Regions from separate parts of the Mus musculus genome. Here region 1 is linked to region 2. A link is a contact called in public HiChIP or PLAC-seq data. All regions are on one chromosome and are shown on one strand. The core of a region is the stretch at or near the end of the contact, and the rest is flanking DNA. Distances in the headings are between cores, read along the strand shown. Region 1 holds the start of Fpgt (fucose-1-phosphate guanylyltransferase). Region 2 holds the start of Tnni3k (TNNI3 interacting kinase).

Region 1 (5,482 bases), core at 1,353-3,852, 38 kb after region 2:
ACAGTCTAAACACTGCAAGTAAATAAGTAAATGAGAGATGAATGTTGGCCTTCTTTTAATGAATAACAATACAAAAGTAGAAGAAATCCTTTGCACTTCTCTCCTTAAGGAATCAAAGGTGACACGTAATTGATATATCTGCAATGATGACAAAGTTGAATTCTCCAGGGTTTAAGTAAATATTCTACGATACTTCAAGTAACTGGTCCTTGTTTGTCTGTTTCCCGTAACTTGGTCCTAAGAGGCCAAGTATATATATACATCAGCTTCCTGATTTGTTTTCTTCACCAAACTACTTCATGAAATGACTCAGTTGCTCAGTTGGAAAAGATCTTAAGAGAACTTCCAGCAAATTCCAGTGTAAATTGTACTGAGGCAAAAAAAAAAAAAAAAAAAATCTTTAAAATAAGGTCTGGACTAGTTTCTCTGTAAGTCACAGGGGCTCAGAATCTCTTTTTGGACTTTTATCATTTTAAAAGCTAAGTTTCAGATCTTAAAGTTTTTAAAGGCCATGTGTACAGATAAACAGTTTATAAACTATAAACAAAGAAAAATTATTTTTCAATTATTATTTTTGTCCAGAGTCCTTTATAAGCACCCCCATGAAATGTGTACCAATTTTGGTCCCAGCAGGATCTGGAAAAACATGGTATTGAACTCCAAGAGGCAATTCCCTTTTCTTCAGCTTCTCGGACAACTGTTGCTTGTAAGCGAGCTCCTGCTTTTCATCAGCTGCTGTTATTGCAACCACATCCCAGAATTCTCCAGCTGCCACGGGTTTGCCTATTGGAAAAATAGCAAGGAACCTTCTTTTAATGCTATCAGTCATCTCACTTACAAGTTTGCCTATTTCAAAACAGGGGCTAACAAAGGATAATCATTACCATCTTCCATACTAAGAAGGGGATACAACCAGCCAATCAACCAACCAACCAACCAACAAACCAATCAACAAAACAAACAAGCAAACATTACCCTCTAAAAGCAAGTTTTGCGAACCAGGGCCCTTAATGTTGCTGGCTGAGAAATTTCAACTCAAGGATCCACTCCTTCCAGGTTTTTGTTTAGGAATGTGGTCTTTTGTTATTGTTGCTTATCATTTTTTTCTTTCCTTTTCTTTTGTGGTACTGGGAAATAACCACAGAGTCCTATGCTTGCCAGCTCTATCACTGAGCTATGTTCATAATCCTTCATTTATCTATTTAATTAATTTAGTATCTTACGTTTGACAGGGTTGAGACAGGCTAGTTCAAAGGTAGTAAGCTATTGCAAGTGATTGTTCACATTCAGTTACAGATTGAAGTTCTATTCTATACTTCCCCCCTTCTCACTAATGCACTTGACTAGAGATAGAGGAAGGCAAAGCCTACCTAACCCAGAACTCCTCTAATGTGCTTGAAATTGGTCCTGCGAGTTCACTTCAGGGTCTCTCTATCTTGGCAATGGGAGACCCAGAAGGCTGGACTTCTGCAGAATAAATACTCTTTGTGTTTACATACTGTTGGAATCTGGGGCATCATTCTTTGGTGACTCATTCTTCAGTGAATCATGGACTCTTCCACTACTTGACAGATTGGCTCTGAACTCATATTTATTTTCTATCTATCTACCACACGACCGATCGATCTACCTATTATCTATCTGTCTATCAATTATCATCGTCTATTTGTCTGTGCAATCCAGGTAGGTCTTGAACCTCGTTCCTACTGCCTTAGCGTCTCAAGTAGATGACAGTACAGACTTGCGACACCAGTCCTAGCTTCTAATATTTTTATTAACGATGATCAAACTACACTTTATATAAGCAATCAGAATACAACACAAACCCCAGGACTAAACTTCTCAATGAACTCATTAAATGACAAATTGCACTTTCAAGAATCAGTGGAACCCTCTAATCAGCAAAAATATTAATAAGGTTTTTAACAAGTTGAGAGAGAATGAGAGGGAGGGGAAAGATAAAGAGGGAGGGAGGGACTGAGATAAGAAGGAGGAATAGGTAGGAAAGGAGGGGGAAGGGGAGGGAGAAGGAGAGGAGAGAGACAGACATGTTAGCTTGGATTTAATAGTTCCAATCATTCTGGTATCCAAATATAAGACCGTACATTTTAGGCACTCATAAATATCAATTTTACCAGACAGCTGTACCCCAAACTTACATTATCAAATTTAAAGCCATGATTGCCTCCGTATTGGGGTTTACATTGGAATAAAGTGGAGTTAAGCAGCGGGGCTTGGGAAAAGAAAAGAAACAAGGTAACGACTACTGCAGACTCTAAGCAAAAGGTCTTCTACCACTGAGTTAAGCCAGTGTTACTTCCCGTTGGTAATTCTCTTACTGCTCCTTCCTGACATCTAAGTTTAGGCTCGCACAGAGAGGAGGAAAAGGGAAAAAGGGAAAAGTCTGGCTGGCCTGGCCAGGACGGAGCGGACAGGAAGGGGTATCGGACAGGAAGCTGCGCGGGGTCCTTGGGAAGGCGCTCTCCGTGCAGGGGGGCAGAGAACTCAGTTCCGCCTTGGTACCTCTCAGCTCAGAAAATCTGCGCAGTTTCCGCAGGGTGGCTTCGCGGAGAGACGCCATGGCCGACTTCCGGGAGCACACTTAGCACGCACGCGCACTCCAAACCCCGCCCCGCCCCGCCCCGCCCCGCCTCCTCCATGCTCTCCACGTCACCGCGGCCCTGGAAGCGCCCTGAGACTTGAAAAGCTAGGATGGCGTGAGCGTGCGCAAGCGGCGTTTCCTGGGCAACGATCTGTGGGGCAGATGGGCGGGCACCTAGCGGGGTCGGGTTGTGCGGAGCTCTGGGTTCCTGCCTTACCGTGTCTGACAACCCGCGGTGCGACCGAGAAGACCAACCCACCCACCATTAGTGGATCCACCACCCAGATGCTGAGGTGACCTGCCCGCACGGAGCTCCTATTCCTGTCAGAAGCCTCCCAGGGAGGCCAGGCCCCTGAACCAGAGAGAGGCTCGGCTCTGTGGGATGCTTTCTGGTGGGCCAGACTACTCTGCACCCTTCAGTTGTCCAACTTCCCAGGCCCAGTACTGAACTAGCGCCTTTAGCCAGCACTGCACACTCTGTTGTGTTCACTTGCTTCAAGGAGATTCAACCAAAGGTGCCAGATATTGGAAAGAACCAGTCTTACTTAATACACTTTCATAGAGTGGTTATATGTGTTTCTCTTGTAGAGTGCATAAGTTTATATCGAGTACTACAGGTTGATCTCTTTAATCTTTCACATAGTACATAGAGAGGAACGCTATTTGAGGAAGCCATTTCAGTCTGAAACCCAGAAATCTTACCACTACAATTTGACTTGAGAAGCTTCTCTTCTTTAAAATCTAACTCAGAATTCTGCATAGCAGCTCCCTATGAACTTTTAAGTTTCTGAGTAAGCTTAGTTTTTCACTTAAAGCCTTGACCTCAGCATTTAATTCTGTATTTAAAGTGGACACATTTGTGGGGAGGAGATAACTGTTTCACAATACACTCCGGCTGAAGGAAATTAAGAAAATACAGAAAGGCCCGATAGATAATAACAGCAATAGCAGTCAGAGCTTGTAATTTATAGTCTTGAGTGAACTGGAGTCATCCCAGGTTTTTGGTGACCTGCCTTATGTTTAAAGGGCACAGACACACTGAAGTATGTTGGTGGGTATGGCAAGAATATAAGCAGAGCTTTATTTGGAGTCTACTAAAGTAACACAAACAGGAAAGATTTGGTGGAAATTTAAAAGATAATAATGGGAGATGGAGAGAAATTGCTTAGATTATAGAAACACTTAACCAACAACACCTGTCCAATAAATAAGTGTGGATTGTGAGAGAAATTACTAAAAGATGCTGAAAGTGGATGACATGACATTTAAATGAGCTGAGGAAAGGTATGTATGGGGAAGCATAGTGAAGTCATAAGAGAAGACCTGTAATAATATTGGATATGTAGAATAAACTAGTGCAAATATAGTAGAAATTGTTGTGTGTCTGTGCATCATGTATGTGGTTCTGGAGATCAAGACAGGGCTGGCTAGACAATTTTGTGAGTTGTCAGAATGGAGAGGGAATTTATTTTCAACTACAGGAGGAGGTTGAGGTCCAAAGGGAATAATACAGGTCAAAAAGGCCTACATATTTGAGTACCTACCAAACATTCTTATAAGTGGAAAACAAATTAACCAAATTTAAATTTCTCATATAGTACTTCACACCCACCTTTCCATTCCATGCTGAAATGTGCTGTCTTGAGCTAGTGCAGGCCTTGGGTGCTGTTACAGCTGCTGTGAGTTCATGAGTGCAGCTGCCTGCTATGTCCAGAAAACAGTGTCCACCTCCTCCGGCACTTACCCTCTTTCTCCCTCCCTTTGACAGTGATCCCTACACTGTGTGTGTGTGTGTGTGTGTGTGTGTGTGTGTGTGTGTGTGTACCTTTCAGAAATTGAGCACTGCTTAGTTGTACTCTCTACACATTGACCAGTTATTAGTCTCTGTGTTAGTTGCCATATATTGCAAAAAGAAGAAAGAAAGAAAGAAAGAAAGAAAGAAACCTTTCTGATGAGGGTTGAGAGATGCACTAAACTATGGGTGTAGCTATAGATAATTGGGAGTTAGTTTAATATGCTATGTCTGTTCGGTAGATTAATAGTAGTAGTAGGTTCTCCAGTAGAACTTCATGACCTACCTGTCTGGCCACACATTTGTGATTCTAATAGCGGTGTTAGATATGGGCTCTATTTATGGAGGGTGACTTAAATTCTTAAATCAGAAAGTTGTTGGTTACCCCTCATGAAATTCTTCTCACTAGTATACCAGTAAGTGCATTTTACCAGGTCAGTCGTTAAAGCTTATATAAGTCCTGTTTCTACCTGAGGGGCTATGGACCATTCATAGCTGCTTGGAAAGGCTGAATCAATTTTCTTTAAGGCTGTGGCCTCTCTGGTAGGTCAACCATGCTTTAGTAGATGGCCCCACTCATGAGGATATTGGCAGCATACAATAGACCCAATGAACTTTAACAAAAGAAGAGAGATAAAACTCTTTGAATATGTATATTGTCTAAAAGTTAAAGTAAATGAGATGGAATAATCAGAATGATGAATAATTTCAGATAAGAGCTTCATGTACAGTGATGTGGCTGTATAAAACTACACATCTCTCTATATATATTATTTATACACGATGCAGTGAAGCATGTCACTTTTAATTAGAGGGATGGAATCTTGATGCTGTTAATAAGGATGGATGTTGATTGTATGAACCATGTTTGTAAAAATATGATTTTGTGTATTGGATTAAAAAGGGGAATTAAGAAAATAACCAGTAATGTGGCTGCCTTGGAGAAAGCATTGCAAAACATAGTTGGTGAAACACTGGTATCCAAAATAATACAAGGCACTCAAACTCAACAGTAAGCAAACAGCCAACCAAAAAATGATCAAAAAAGCTAAAAAAGGAAGTACCTCATTGGAGGACATACTCAGATG
Region 2 (5,958 bases), core at 1,771-4,270:
TGTGTCTCATGTCTAGTACTAATTAGTCAAAAGATCACATTTATATCACTTAGTGGAAAAGTTTTTGTTGTTGTTGTTTATTTAAAGCATCTACAACAGGAGTGGTAAAAATAGCTGGTTATTGATACAGTATGAGAAAAATCAAGTCCATTTGTTAAGTAAAACAGGATACACATTATTTTTGCAGGCTAGCCTTACCATAATCAAAATAGTTACTCAACTAAATTAAATGATTTCTTAGAGTTCATAAAGGTGAAAGATTTTTCCAATTTTATCCCATTTTAGTTAGTACACATATTGGAATCCATAGAAGTGAATGACTTATGACTGACCAAGTTCTTTTACCATCTTCCTTCTCCGATGAAACAAAAGATGGATATGAAATTGCTAATGCAAATTGCCTGTCACACAGTGAGAGAATTTCAGATGCTTCCTCGCACCTGAATATAATGTAGTACTGTGTGGTCAGTGATGCCCCCCCTCCCCCCAGTGCCCTCTTATCCCAGCCTGTTTGTGGAGACCTTAGAAACCCTGTTGTTCTGTTGGTGAAGTTCCGATGAACTAAGGGCAATTGGTGACTGTTTTCCAGGCATGTTATATTTGTGCACTTACTTTTGAGGAACATGGCATTTGGGTATGTCTAAACTCCCTTTTTTCCTATGTAAAATCCAGGATGTTTTATGTTAGGAGTTCACTATGTTAATGAGAGCTGAAACAGACATGGACAACTGGCCAATGTCTAACTTCTTGGCTGGTGTGCTGACTGGTTTTATGTGGACTTGATACAAGCTAGAGTCACTGGAGAGGAGGGAGCCTCAGTTGAGAAAATGCCTCAGTAAGAGTGTGCTGTGGACAAGCCTGTGAGGCAATGGTTTTCAACTTTCATAATGCTGAGTCCCTTTAATACAGCTCTGTATGTTATGGTGACCCCAAACCATAAAACCATTTTCATGCTATTTCATAACTGCAATTTTGCACCTGTTATGAATCATAATGTAAATGTCTGTGTTTTGCAATAGTCTTAGGTTGACTCTGAAAGAATAGCTCCATCTCCAAAGGAATTGCAACGTACAGGTTGAGAACTACTGCTGTATGACATTTTTTCTTAATGAGAGATTTATGGGAGGAGGGCCCAGGTCATTTTGGATACTGCTACCATTGAGAAGGTGGTCCTGGGTTGTATAAGAAAGCAGGCTGAGCAAGCCTGTAACCAGCAACCCACCCTAGTCTGCACCAGCTCCTGCCTCCAGGTTCCTAACCCTACTTGAGTTCCTGCTCTCACTGCTTTTAATGATGAAATGTGATATGTAACCATGAGTGAGATAAGCCCTTCCCTCCACAAGATGCCTTGGATGTGAAGTTTCATGGTAACACTGGTAAAGCTAAGACAGTTGGAAAGCTTGTTGCATTGAAACATACCTAGTTTCTCAGCATCAGATTCAAATTCTCTAGGAGGTTTTTGGTACAAATTGGGTTCCTGCCCCTCTTGTCTAAACATTGTGTGCCTTACAGGGTTGTGATGCTGTCCCAGTCCAGGATGTTTTTGTTGTTGTTTTGTTATTGTTGTTGTTCTTTGTATAATAAAGCAGAAGCGGATATCACACATATTACAAAAATGAGGGTAAAATAATTTTCTGTCCCACTGTAAGACAGCCTTCAATGTATACAGAGCAAGGGAATTATATTCAGGCCCTGAGCAAAGGAATTATACTCAGCCTTCCTGGAGAAGGCCTCCAATATCTACAGGGGGTTGGTAAAACTTCTCTTATTCCTCAAGGAGACTCAGGTCTAGCATCAGCAAACCTGGCAAATAAGCAATACTGTTTGTTAGTGGCACGGAATAAATAATTTAGTGATTAATTCCAGAGTAGGTTACTTGGAATAGTGACAGCTTGTGCCCAATTGCCTATTCTCCAAGCTCTTCTCCCTCAACTTTTGTGAGGACAGAATTTAGGTTATAGTTTAGTGAGGGAGGTGTGATCTTTCCATTTTGGGAGCCACATGAATTCTTATGAACAGATAACTTGGCACTCTAAAGTTTAGTCTGGTTATACCCAAGACTTAGCCTATTTATTGCTAAGGCTTTATGCTTGCACGCACATCATACCTAAAAACAAAATATGGAGACATGTATTTTAAAAAGTAAAAACTCTGACTTTACCCAAAGATGTGTCTTAGTTCTTGAAATTCATTTTCTTTGATCTGCAGGTCATCTTCCAGCCTTTCTATTATAATAGCATAAGATTCACTAACTTTCTTCTTCCATTCATCTGGAAAAGAAAAACAAATAGGATTGATTCATAATTGCATTTTGCAAAATGTAGACAGAGATCATAGCATACAAGTAATCAAAACCCTGTTTTTTATTCTCAATTCTACAATACTTAATTTAAATGACTGATTGTGGGTTTAATGCAGATGTTTATGTTTGTAATGCAATCACTTTGGGATTGTAGTAATTAAGAACCCATTTGATATTGTACAATATATTTACATAAAAGAGTATATTTGACTTATCTTATTGATTTTATTGCATTTTAATTGCAGCAATCTCATTGCTAGACAGTATCTTTTGCTTTTAAATACTAGATACTTAAGATATAATTCTAAAATTTCTATACTCAATAGTTCTTCAAACTTTCTATCATATTATACGAAAGGACTAAACCAATATTTTTTAACAAGAAGTTCTCTGTTTTCCTTTAGAACTGTTTCAGGGAAAAGGAGTAAGTTCAAATAAACTCAACACTTAATATTCTCTGCATTCAGATCGGCACACATCTCAGTGATTTGAAACACATCCACTCTTAGGAGTGAGTTGTGTTGCATGTAAGAAAGCGAGAAATGTTAGCAGAACATGGTGGAAATCAGAAGGCTTACCAGAACAAGTCTGTGTCGGTCTGGATTTGTAATTCCCCATTTTAAAGAAGTCTGCTTTCCTCCTGTGCTGCCCTTCACGATATAAGATTCCAAGTTCTAGCGCTGAAACAGACCAGTTGAAAATATGTTGATAGTCTTTCTAAAAATAAGCCAAGTGCTGAATGGAATGTCATGCAAGGACGTCAGAGAGCAAGGCAGAGTGTGCCTTCAAAGGTGAGCTGATCGTGTAGTGGCTGGGTTTGTTTTAAGGGAGCTGTGTGAAAGGTAAACAGCAAGCATTTCAGTTGTGCTATTGGCTTCCATCAGTGGATTGCTTGTTCATCCACACATGCCCTCTGGGTAGGCCAGTTCCTCAATGAGTGAACATGGAAAGTGACTGGTGATTCTGAGCTCCACTGAAAGAGACTCCAGCCAGCCAGCCAGTGTTTGGCATCTTTGGCACCGGTGAAACAGTGGAAGTTGTCCATGTGAAGAAACAGAAATTCCTATCAATCAGCACTGGGTTGAGACCTGCATGTGTATCTGCAGGGACTAGGGTTCACACACACACACACACACACACACACACACACACACACACACACACACACACACCATGACCATTGCAGTTGATTATTCCTACCTAAGTCACAGACAAGAAAAAAGACATAGTGCTTTATAAATACCAATTTATCATAAGAACAACAGTGATCAGAAAAACATTTCAACATTGCTTTCTTACACATTTCTGGGCAATAAGCAGAATTATGAATTTTTTTATGTCAGTTCCAAACAGGGAGTGGAGCCCAAAGTTGATCCTGAACCATTCGACACTGACGTCTAAGACTGCCGTTATTTCTGATGTGCTGTGTCCTGAGTTATTCCACACACCTTCCATTTACTTCACACTGTTGCTTTTTTTCCACGCACATTTGCACTGAAATAAATGAACCCAGTGTGGGATGGAAAAAAAATGGAAATAACATAGGAAACTTATTGGTTATTTTCTATATATTTCTTCTAGGTGATCTTACTGTGTATGAGAGCTGTAAATTCCAATCTTGAAAGTCACACTTAGCTTTAACGTAGGAGGTGTTGGATTCACATTTACTATGATCAAATATTCAAATGGCTCTTCTTAAACAAATGCTTAGATGAGTTAAGGAATCCTCATGCCCTGCCTTAGCAAGCTAAAGGAAAGGTCCCCAGGGAAGGGCTGCCCTACTGATAAAATAAGTCGAACTCAGTACCTGGCTTTGTACTTGTGTCTACTCTTGGTGGTTTGGACTCTCTTCTTGTCATTAAGGCCTGTCAGGGATATGTAGAGTTTATATAGTGCAGGGTCCTCTGGTCACTTTGATCTGTAGTTCTTCAGTTTTCTCCTTTGAAAGCTAGACACTGTTGATTTTGCCAGCTAGTTCCCAGTACTGTGTGACCCCCATGCAGCTTGTTCTAAGCATGGTGAAACCCCAATTCTCTCTGTTTTGAGAGCCTAGCTTCCCTCAGACAAGCTGTTCTCTGATTCACCAGCCCAGGAAACTGACTTCATTAGTATTTCTCAGTCTTAAACCACATACTTCCTCAGGAATGATCCTCCAGGGAGCTATAACATGCATGCATGTGATTTGTATTACAATTTGGGAGTTAGTACATTAGTGTACAGGAAATGATAATGTTAGTAGTTATCAGAAATAGTGGCTCTTTTCTTAGATACTTGTTTTATTATTTTATTAACTCTTAGTAATACATATTTATTGCACAAAAGGACAGGGCTCAGTATAATGTCAATAAATATAGACGTGTAAGCATCTGTTTCATAAGAATTTGAGTTTTCAGGTAAATATGTCTTACATTTTAGTCACTTCCCCCATTACTCTATTTCTCAAAATGAATTAAGTTTTTAATATGATTTTCTCCAGGTAAATCTACTTTTCTGCAAAAGACACAACTTTGTTATTTATCCTTGGGAAAACTCCACCATTCACACATAAGGCACTTTTCTCTATTCATGCACCTGCCCGGGCAGAGTTAGGCAGGTCCTGTAGCTTGGCCCTTATGCATAGTGTCACCATAAAAATGGGTGTGCAGATCCTCTGTCATTGACTGCGTTGAGTCTTTGAGATAAATATCCAGTAGTAATAGGTGAAAGAGGTCCTCACCCACATCAGCGAAGTATTACCTTTTCCTTGAAATCAGCCTTTGTTGGTATCATCTTGATGCTCGCCATTCTGGCTCGTGTGAAATGGAATCTGGGTGTTAGTCTTGTTTGCATTCTGATTGCTAAGGATGTTGGACAGTCTCCATATTATTTATTGTCTAGCTCTTTTGAGAACTATTGGTTCAAAATTTCTTTGCCCATTTTATTGACTGAATTATTTGTGTTTAGGGGCCAATATTTTGAATTCTTTATACACTTGAATAGCAAACTGTCAGATGAATAGCTGGTAAACATTTTCTCCTACTCTGTAGGCTATCCTTTTATTCTGTTAAATGTATTTTGGCATAACATTTGCAAATTAGTGCAATCCTGTATGCTGTGGTTTGCTGAAGTATTGGAGTATGACTCAGAAGGTCTTTGTCTAGACAGTGTACTGAAGAATGGGTCCTATGTGTCCTCTAGCACAATGAATGCTTTTCAGATTCTTGATCTATTTCAAATTGGTTTCTTAAGGCAGAAGGAAGGAAGGAGTTTATTTTAACTCTCCTGCATATCCATATCCAGTGTCCTCGGAAGCAGATGCAAGAGCTATGCACAGTGGCATCCCTGGGAAGCAGAGAAATGGGCTATATGGTCTAGACTTAGGTATCATCCCACTTGTATTTCATGTATGAGTGGATAAACATGTACATTTATCAAGCAGAACATGACCAGGTAATAGACAGGTGCTATTCTAATGTGGACTAGTAGCTGTCTCTGTTCATCTGACAGGATTTAAAATCACTGGGAGGAGATGTGTCTATGACAGTGCTTCCAACTAGGTTTAAGTAAGGAGGGAAGAACCCACCCTGAATGAGCAGGGCATCATCCTGTGTGCTGGGATCCTGAACTGACTAAAAAGGAGAAAGCAAAAGGAGTAAGCACAAGCCTCTCTCTCATTC

Evidence for each region. HiChIP or PLAC-seq counts read pairs in DNA pulled down with a chosen protein or histone mark.
Region 1: a contact with region 2 is called in an H3K27ac HiChIP or PLAC-seq map of embryonic fibroblasts, with 38 read pairs. The contact joins the promoter of Fpgt here to the promoter of Tnni3k in region 2. A contact is called at or near these places in 3 of 39 promoter capture datasets (the 3T3-L1 cell line, cranial neural crest and macrophages), 1 of 15 datasets of contacts at CTCF or cohesin (the NIH/3T3 cell line), 3 of 484 Hi-C or Micro-C datasets (cardiomyocytes, embryonic fibroblasts and embryonic stem cells), 4 of 115 datasets of contacts at active chromatin or transcription factors (bone marrow-derived macrophages, embryonic fibroblasts, embryonic stem cells and 1 more) and 2 of 9 other capture datasets (adipose tissue and pancreatic islet).

Annotation. Positions count from the first base shown.
Region 1 is chr3:155,090,776-155,096,257 of GRCm38.p6, forward strand. Fpgt (fucose-1-phosphate guanylyltransferase) reads right to left here and starts at 2,603. Exons shown (of 4, transcript NM_029330.2): 1 at 2,524-2,603; 2 at 616-783. The coding sequence starts at 2,581. Lrriq3 (leucine-rich repeats and IQ motif containing 3) reads left to right here and starts at 2,659. Exons shown (of 8, transcript NM_028938.2): 1 at 2,659-2,895.
Region 2 is chr3:155,052,387-155,058,344 of GRCm38.p6, forward strand. It overlaps Tnni3k (TNNI3 interacting kinase), which reads right to left and starts at 3,021. Exons shown (of 25, transcript NM_177066.5): 1 at 2,881-3,021; 2 at 2,162-2,270. The coding sequence starts at 2,920.